2 separate regions of the Sus scrofa genome follow, and region 1 is linked to region 2. Evidence: chromatin contacts called from public Hi-C data. All regions are on one chromosome and are shown on one strand. The core of a region is the stretch at or near the end of the contact, and the rest is flanking DNA. Distances in the headings are between cores, read along the strand shown.

The links. A called contact is a pair of places that touch in the nucleus more often than the background predicts.
Region 1: a Hi-C map of liver shows a contact between it and region 2, with 7 times the contacts expected there. The contact joins two enhancer-like sites. A contact is called at or near these places in 1 of 5 promoter capture datasets (liver), 4 of 47 Hi-C or Micro-C datasets (fetal skeletal muscle, liver and skeletal muscle) and 2 of 2 datasets of contacts at active chromatin or transcription factors (alveolar macrophages and skeletal muscle).

What each region holds. Positions count from the first base shown.
Region 1 is chr2:145,226,843-145,231,846 of Sscrofa11.1, reverse strand. No RefSeq gene overlaps it. Among named protein-coding and RNA genes, the nearest start is that of NR3C1, 300 kb to the right of the region's middle. Within about 2 kb of position 1,831, at least 9 of the 83 cell types and tissues checked have an H3K27ac peak or open chromatin away from gene starts, as enhancers often do. A contact at or near this core is called in liver, where this site is marked.
Region 2 is chr2:144,935,141-144,939,807 of Sscrofa11.1, reverse strand. It overlaps a transcript of NR3C1 not described here. Among named protein-coding and RNA genes, the nearest start is that of NR3C1, 7.8 kb to the right of the region's middle. Within about 2 kb of position 2,182, at least 8 of the 83 cell types and tissues checked have an H3K27ac peak or open chromatin away from gene starts, as enhancers often do. A contact at or near this core is called in liver, where this site is marked.

The sequences.
Region 1 (5,004 bases), core at 582-3,081, 290 kb before region 2:
AATAGACAGGGATAGACACAGGATTGTTTTACTAAAATCCCACCCTGGGACAGGTACCCTTGGCTGCCCAGCTCTCTGCCTTTCTTGTCTGCCTGCCTTGCTGGTAGAAGTCTGATTGCGTGGGCGTTCATTCTCCAAGTGCGTGTGTGGACGGCCAGGGGAATGAATGTTAAGTAGCCAAAGCCAAGCCTGGAAGTCCATGCTCCTTACCAGACACTGGTGTGAACACAGGCTGATGTAGCTAACGAGATGTAAATAGATGATATGAGCAATGCATCACAGAGGATTTTTCTTCCCTATTAAAAAGGCATGTGAGAGGAAATGCCCAAATTACTTTATGGCTGGATATCTTACATCTTGTCCTGCACGAGATCCTGTAGTTTTGCCATCTTTGGCTCATGGTAGCCATCTTGCTACCAGGAGAACTGAGCGTTTCCCGCATCCTGAGGGCAGCAGGAAGACAGCAAACACCGCCTTGATGACAGTGTCACATTACCAAAATAATCAAACATGCTTACAGACTTCTTGCAGGATAGGAGCCTCTTCCTGTGAAGAAACAGTCTTGGGCCCTGTAGTTTACTCGCTCAGCTGATACAAGTGGGTCTGATCCCTGTTTTAAGGCAAATTCTCTTAAATGTATTACCTAGCGTCTTTTGAGACAGTGAGGCCAACATGGTAGACAGTTACACATAAATCAAATGCAACACTCCCAAACCCAGTAAGAATGCATAGTTTACAGCAAAAGTTGGTAAACCTTTACAGTAAAGGGCCAGCCAGATCTTTAAAATTTCTCAACTTTGTGGGAGAAATCTCTGTTGCAACTCTATAACGCTGCCAATTTAGTGTACAAGCAGCCTTAGACATATAAATGACTGGACATAGGTATGTTCCAATAAAACTTGACTTTCCGAACCAGGCAGAGGGGCAGATTTCACTTTCAGGGTGTACTCTGCCAGCCCTGGTCCAAAGTCCCCAAGAGGTGTCTCCCCATGTGATGAAAATCCTTCCTGACAGCTTCGTCGTGGGATGTGGGCCCGCCTACTTCCCTGGTTCTGTCTGGTACTCCTCTTTGCCTTCACACCAGACCCTCTGGCCTTTGTGTTCATGAGTCAGACTTTTCTCCCTCCCAGTTCAAGGCCTGGCCATTGGATGATAGCTTGACCCAGAACACTTTCCCCTGGCCCTTGTCCTGGCTAGCTTTTTTCTCATCATTCAGGAGTAGACACTAGTATCATTTTCTCAAAGGGGCTTTTTCTCAGCACTTTATCTAAGCATCCCACGTTCCCTAGTCACTTTGCTGTTGGGCGTATGCTTTATCTTCTTTGACTGTATCAGTGCCCATCCCATATCCTCATCCTCAACTCCCATACCCATTAGATAAAAAGTTTCTTAAGGACAAGGACCTTGGTGATTTTGGTCACCACTCAACTCCCCAAGTCCAGAAATGAAGTAGTAAGTAAATATTTATGGAAGATTGCATGAATGAAACTCTTGTGGGCTCTTACTGACGTAAGGAAATGATTTAGAGTTAGCAAATGAATGCAACAACAGTCCGTTCCTAATCCTACAGTATACTGGTTTCCACACGATGGCTCATGCATGCCTCCTTTTAGAGTTAAGTTTTCTCTATCAGTAGCAAAGTATGTTATCTCTAAACACATAGCTCGATGACTAATAGAAAAGTTAATAGTTAACAATGGACACCCTGGGGCCAGAAGTTAAGAAAAGTTGGGAAGAGGGCATTTTGTTATTCTGCCAACCAAATAATTCTCTTGGAAACACTAAAATAGCCTGTTTGTCACATGGTGAGCTCATTAGGGTTTTCTTTCCATGAAGAGTTTAAACAGGTAGCCTTGGCCTAGACCCAGATCAAGGCCCAGAGCCGACATTCTGCTCAAAGTTCAAGCTGTGTTTTGGGAGCTAGGAAACATCTGCTTTATTGAACAGTGCAAATGAGGGACAGGAGATCCCAAGATTGTGTGAAGGATCCTTTTTGCTGTATAAAATCTCACACACTCATTTTTCCACCAGGCGTCTGAGCATAGGAAAGGATTGCTTGACTTTGCTGACCCATAAACAACCTAGCACAAAGGGTACTTAGAGATGGAACAACGCAATTGGAGGAGTGAGGGGGAATGGGGTGACAAGTATGTATGTTTGGGGCTCTTTCCTGATGTGAGTTAATACTAGGTTTTTCAAAGTTTGGGGTCGTCATCTCCACACGTCTCCATGTGAGTCATCCTACCTTAGCCATCACCTGCCTGGCTGTGGGCCGGCCCTTCTCAGACCAGGAAATCAAGTTATAATACAATTGCTAGCATTTGGCTCAGCTTCTTTTAAGCCTTCTCATTAAAATCTGTGAGTCTCCCTTGAAACTCCCTCCCAAATACGTCTTTTAAAATCCCCCAAGGGACACAGTGGAGAACAGAAATGTCCTCGAGAAAAGGGAAAAGAAAGAAAAATGAACAGAGCTCTCATTAATGCTTTTCTTTCCATTGGCTCAGAGGGTCGCTCCCCAGTGTTGTGGAAGCTCATGCTCTCCATTTCCGGTGGAAGAAGGGCCTGTCTCTGTGGCTCAGGGAGTAGAGATGGAGTCAATAGGCACAGGAGCCCTGGCCATTTCAGCTGGCCACACCCAGGGGTCCTGTGTTTATGGGGCAGACATCCTGATCCACAGGGAAAAGCCTGACTGTTTTGGTCCAGCGCTGGAGGCAGCAGGGAGAGCAAACAAAATACACAAAATAATGTCCATACCATGTGGGTACTGCATGCCACTGGGGTAGTCCCTGCTAGTGCCAGCCAAGTATGACCACCTAAGAATACAGGCCCAGAGTTGCCAGATCTTCTGATTCTTCCCCCAAGTCCAGAAATTTTTTTTCCAATTTTCTAGATGTTCTAAATGTTGGAGAAATTAAAAAAAAAAAATGGCTCAAGCCTCATAGGTCAACAAGGCAAGATTGGGCCTCTGGGTTGCCTGGCTTAAGTCACTGTGCCCTTGCCACACAAGTCCATATAGAGACACCAGTGAGCTGGGATGTCCTAACTAGCATCACCTCCCTGGGGGGTGGGGTGGGGGTTGTAGCACATTAAGAGCCAAAGCTTCTGAATAGATGCTCCCATCTTGACCAGGACCAAGAAAATTCTTTTTTTTTAATTGAAAAAAACTTAAATTGAAGCATAATTGATATACAATATTTTATTAGCTTCAGGAGTACAGCATAGTGATTAGGCATTTTATACAATACAAACCGATCACCACAGTGAGTCTGGTGACCCTCTGTCACTCTACACAGTTGCTGTGGCATCAGCGACTATGCTCTTTATGCTGTGCATTACGTCCCGATTGCTTATTTTGTAACTGTAAGTGTGTACCTCTTAATCCTCTTCACCTGTCCTACCCAACTCTGCATTCCTCTTTTCTCTAGCAGTCACTAGTTTGTTCTCTATATCTGTGAATCTCTTTCTATTTTGTGTTTTTGTTTGTTTTGTCTTTGTAGATTCCACATACAAGTAAAATCATACAGTATCTGTTTTTCTCTGTCTGAGCTATTTCACTTGGCATAATACCCCATGGGTACATCCACGTTGCTGCAAATGACAAGATTTCATTCTTTTTGGAGTTCCCATCTTGGCACAGCAGAAACTAATCTGACTAGGAACTATGAAGGTGCAGGTTCCATCCCTGGCCTCACCCAGTGGGTTAAGGATCCAGTGTTGCCATGAACTGTGGTATAGGTTGCAGACATGGATCTGGTGTTGCTTTGGCTGTGGTGTAAGCCGGCAGCAACAGCTTCGATTAGACCCCTAGCCTGGGAACCTCCACATGCCACAAGTGCAGCCCTCGAAAGACAAAAAAAAAAAAAAAAAAAGATTTCATTCTTTTTTATGTCTTTGTAGCATTTCGTCATATATGTGTGTGTGAATAATGTATGTATACATATGTATTATGTACATGTCAATGTATATATTATGTGTATATAGTATGTACTATGTATATATAATGTATAATATATATAGTGTATACTATGTGTATGTATTATGACATATGTATTATCTTTATTATATAGGTAATATATATGTTTTTATATATACATATCACATCATCCTTATCCATTCATTTATTGATTGGCACTTGGATGCTTCTGTATCTTGATTATTGTAGATAATGCTCTAGTGAACATTACATCAAATTAGTGCTTTCATTATCTTTGGATAAATACCCAGAAGTGGAATTGCTAGATGGTATAGTAGTTTTATTTTTAATTTTTGGAGGAAGTTACATGTTGTTTTCCATGGCAGCTGCACCAATTTATATTCCCAGCAGTAGAGCACGAAGGTCCATTTTCTCTACATCCTTGCCAACATCGTTTGTAGTTTCGTGGATGATAGCCATTCCGATGGGTGTGAGGTGGTATCTCATTGTGGTTTTAATTTTCATTTCCGTAATGATTAGTGATATTGAGCATCTTTTCAGGTGTTTGTGGGCCACCTGTATGTCTTCTTTGGAAAAATGTTTATGGTCTTCTGCCTATTTTTTATTCAGATGGCTTGGGGGTTTTTTGACATTGAATTGTGAGAGTTATAAAAAGGTTTTCTTATTTGCTCACTCCCCAAGCTTTGAGATGCATGAGAACAGTGTATAAAAACAGGGTTAATTATCTGAAATTTTCTGCCTCTTTTCTATCAAAGTTGAGTCTGGGGGTTGGGAGGGATAAAAATCTGATTTTTATGAGATAATCTTTTTGCCTCTATTTTGAAATGTTGGGACATCTTTAACTAAATTTAGACTTCAGCTCATATTGCTTGGAATTTTTTTTTAGACTGTAGCCAAACATGAGCCTCAAACTGATGTGTGTTTTGTGTTTCCCATTTTGCCTGTTTTTATATGTATATATAAAAACATAAAAATGAAGATACAGGAATTCCCGTCGTGGCTCAGCAGAAATGAATATGACTAGCACCCATGAGAACACAGGTTTGATCCCTGGCCTCACTCAGTGGGTT
Region 2 (4,667 bases), core at 933-3,432:
GAATAAAGCCAAAACAGAGGACAGGAAAGCTAAGAGACAGAGGCCAAGTCCTTTTGATATCATTTGAGCCCCTGGCTCCAACCATGCCTAAAACGAAATCTCCTCCTGACTTTTAAGTAAATCAGTACATTTTCTTTTTTGCTTTAATAGTTGAGTTTCTTTTAAATCCACCAACAAATGTCCTGATAAAATAGTAAAGGCAAGCTTTCTTTGTGTTGTTTCCATGAGAAATCGCCAAGTAACTTGGAGGAGACCCTTCATAATTCAAATGGCTCATGCCCACCTCCTAGAAATGCTCCCTGACCAGCGTTTCCAAACCCACACCTCCCTCCCTCTCTCTGAGCACCCAGGTGACTTCTTCATGGGTAGGCAGGGCACATTTCCACAAGTCTGCCCGACCTGATGATGACTTGTTACTGTACCTGTTTCCACTGTCTCCAGATCTCAGATTATATCTTACTCATTTTTACATATCCCTGCAGCCTTACACTGGGGCCTAACATGTGCTCCTTGCTATTTTGTCAAGAAAGGAATGAATGGGAGAGAAAATTACTTGGAGAAGTCCCTTCTATTAATAAAACTCCATGATTAGTTGAATAATAAAATTCATATCAGAACAATAAAATCATATCAGAAGGCCAAAGTAAACCAAGCATATTCAAACGGACGCCTCAAAGCGTCAATCATTGGTGGTGGTTCAGCTGAGAAATTTTCTTTTCTCTGGTCATTAGGATTGAAAGGCTGGGTAAATGGGGAGGAGACGTTTCCCTCCCTCCCTCCCTTTCCCTCTCTCTCTCTCTCTCTCTCTCTCTCTCTCTCACACACACACACACACACAAAACATGTACTATTTTAAAAATTCCATAAGATTTATCAACCTCTCTTCTAAAATGTTAAAGCTGAAAACGACAACCTGTGTGGCAGACTATACGTTGTAGGTGGTTAGGGAGGAAGCAGGGAGGGCCGTGGTAGCCAGAAGTTTGCTGGGTTATAGTAGAGGCCCTCTTTTATGACATGGCAAAGAATAACGAGATCCTGGGAAGTAAAAACGAATATCTGTGCAGCACAAGGGGACTGAGTGAAAGAGTTTTACAATGAAAATGAGCGAAAAAAATCTACTGTAGATTGGGATTGGGATGAACAATTGCTCCCTCTACATGGGCAAAAAAAAAAATTATTATTATTATATTTTTGTCTTTTTAGGGCCGCACCCGCGGCACATGGAGGTTCCCAGCCTAGGAGTCTAATCAGAGGTACAGCTGCTGGCCTACCCCACAGCCAAAGCAACGCCAGATTCCAGCCGCATCTGCAACCTACACCACAGCTCATGGCAACTCGGGATCTTTAACCCACTGAGCGAGACCAGAGATCTAACCGGCAACCTCATGGTTCCTAGTTGGATTCGTCTCCGCTGCGACACGATGGGAACTCCTATGTGGGCAAAAATCTTAAAAGTTCTAGATGAGGAGTTCCTATCCTGGATCAGCGGTAACGAACCAACTAACATCCACAAGGATGAGGGTTTGATCCCTGGCCTCGCTTGGTGGGTTGAGGATTCCATGTTGCCCTGAGCTAAAGTATAGGTTGCCGATGCAGCTTGGATCCCACATGGTTGTGGCTTCGGTGTAGGCCAGCAGCTGCAGCTCCCATTCCACCCCTAGCCTGGGAACTTCCATATGGAGAGGGTGCAGCCCTAAAAAAATAAATAACTAAAAATTAAGAAAAAAATAAAAATAAGTTCTAGATGAGTAAGAAAATGTCTGAGTATTTGAGTTTGTCATGACATGTTACCAGTTTTGGGGGTTCCCTCTCCCCTCTCCCAGGGCAAGGCCATCAAGCCTAGCTGTCTCCATGTGCTTCAAAGAGACGGACTTGAGCTCTAGAGCTGCCTCTGCTTCCTTATCTCCTTCCACATGCTGCTCCCAACTCCATCCCTTAGGGACAGCTTTCTGTGCCCTCACTTCCCCCAACCATGGCGCCTTCTCAGCCTCCGCCAGCAGGTCTTCCCTTAGCACAGGCTGTTCCTGAAAGTCCATCTCTTCCAGGGAGCTGCTACATGGCTAATTTGCCTTCCTTGGCCTCCAAAACGCTTCTCCTGTCCCACCATAGCCTCCCACCTCCACTGCCACCTGCCCAGGCCAAATCTCCACCTTCCCCGCCCCGCCCCCTCCTGCTTTCGGTCTTAGCTCTTAACACCCAGGCTCCAGACTGCTTGTGGAATGAGCTTTCCTGTAGTAAATGAGAGCCCGTCCTTAGTCAGACTGCGGATAAATGTTTAACAAGAGCCGGGAGGGAGTATCTCTGTATCCATCTATTGCACATTTTACTGATAGAAAGAATGCAGAGAACATTATTCACCAAAAAATAATAAAATATACAACACTTTACAATAAATCCCACTGATTTTCACTGAATGGCTTGATTGATTTTTGCCAAACTCTAATATCTATAATCAACCTACAGCTGCAATTCAATTGTGTTTGGCAAAAGCAGATCATGTTTGGTTAATATTCAATTTGGCAAAGAAGTTGCTCATGCCACTGAAGTTCAAACATGAACCATGGTTGATTTTTTTTTTTTTTTAATTAATGAAGGAGATGAAAGTGAAACAAAAAGGTGGACACGTGGACTGCACTTTGTTAATGCCATGAGTGCTTCTTTGTTGATCCGATAATAGTTTTCACGTGCTGGAAAACTATTCCTCCATTTTTTCGTGATCATAAACGAACACACTTTGCAATTCAATCTTTACTGTTAAATTCTCTCACTTTCTTAGGTTTAGACAATCGGCAAAATGAATCAAGCTCTGATTTACATGGTTTTCCAACTTCTGTGGTGTAAATACTCCACCACGACTGGTTTCAAACTGCTGAAATGACATCTTCGAATGCAGAGTGGGGGAAAGATGTGTCCCATCATTATCGTTATGTAGGAGAGCTGGTATACAGCGCAGACAGAAGTAACCTGAAAACATAGCTAGTCGTAAAATAACTAAGAAGTAAAGTGTGGAGCATTCATTACTTTTGTTTTTAAAGGATTATTTTATTTCATTATACATTTCTAAATAATTTAGTTGTTAATCTTGGCCATGATTAATGACTGACTTACCAGAATTCCGGAAAATGTAACCATTAGCTCCCCAAGTGGGCACAGCTGGCTCCACACACTTCTCCGTTGCCACTCCTCTGCTGAAACCCTCAGACCACCCATTCCACTGATGACCCCTATTTCACTGATTATGCGGAGAATGCGCTAAGAGAGGTCATGACAATGTCTGATAAAATTAGTCATTACTTTGGTTGTGGTGAATTAGTGACGCAAAATTCTGCATATCCCTCCCTGTTCTCCCAAGCTTGGTGTTTAAAAACTACTTTTGTATGCATGATCCTCTGTGACTTACAGATTCCTGTGAGATTGTTGGGGGGTAGATATTAAGCTTCTTTACAGGTAGAAAAACAAAGCATAGAAGAACAGAATGACTGGCCTCAGCCCATTCAGTTAAGTAAATGACAGAACAGTATGTCAGATGCAGGTCTTATACTGAAAAACAAGGGGCTAGAGAAAATATGATTGGCTAATACAGACATCCCATTAAAAAGTGGTAACAAATGTCCTTTCTAACATTCCCTAGTTTGCTGTGAAACATGGTCATATCTTGTTAAGGGATCCCTACACCAGGATGTTTTGATCTTTTAACTCCACCATTTCTAACTTAGGATAAAATAAAGCCCAGTGTGACCTAATAAAGAAATAAGGTATTGGCACCAAAATGGAAATGTAGGTTCTCAAAATGAGCTGAGAGGTTCCACCTAGAAATGGAGCAGATTGAAACAATCTCTACCAAAGAAACATGGGACAGAAAAGGAGATTAAATCAGAAGAGGAAGAAAGCTAATGACATAATGGCCAGCCACAAATGCCACAAATGAAAAACAAAGTACGTAACACTTGTTAAAATTATTCAGTGCACTTGCTCCAGTGTCTCCAAACACTAAAAGCATTAGGTTCCTGCTCACGGCAATGTTTATCTCATTTATCTGCTGATATTTACCTCTTCTTTGAATCAGGTATTGTTTACACTAAGTTCTGCCAGCATCAAGAATATACACTTAACACGACACTCAGGCATATCATTGCATGAGTACAAATTGTGATATTTTAGGTTGCTTGGATGAAATCATTGAAAGCATCATGAGAAGCAGCAAAACACCAGGGATGCTGGTAACAATTTAGCATTTCCCAGTTCATGTGGGAATGTTAATTCCAATTACAAAAAGACATGCTAAAGTGGAATTCATTAGGATTAAGAACTTGCTGTTCTAAGTGTGAATTGTTTATAAAAGGCATGTCTGGTATAAAATGCAAATACTGAAGCAGAGAGAGATGGGGCATTCAGAGCTCAGCTGGGCTCCCTTGAACCTCTTCCGCTATAAAGTTAAACAAGAATAGAAATGTTTCCCAAAGTCAAGTTACCATTTTAAAGAGGCATCTAAGGGCTGGGATAGCTGCAGGAATAATTTTTCTCCGTTGTAAATTCTGACAACCCTCCACAGCTTCTCATATTGGATTAAGAGAACATTAACATATTCAGTGAACTGTCATATTCACAATTATTAAGACATACAAAAGTGATAAAAATTTGATTCCAATTCACAAATCTAATATCAT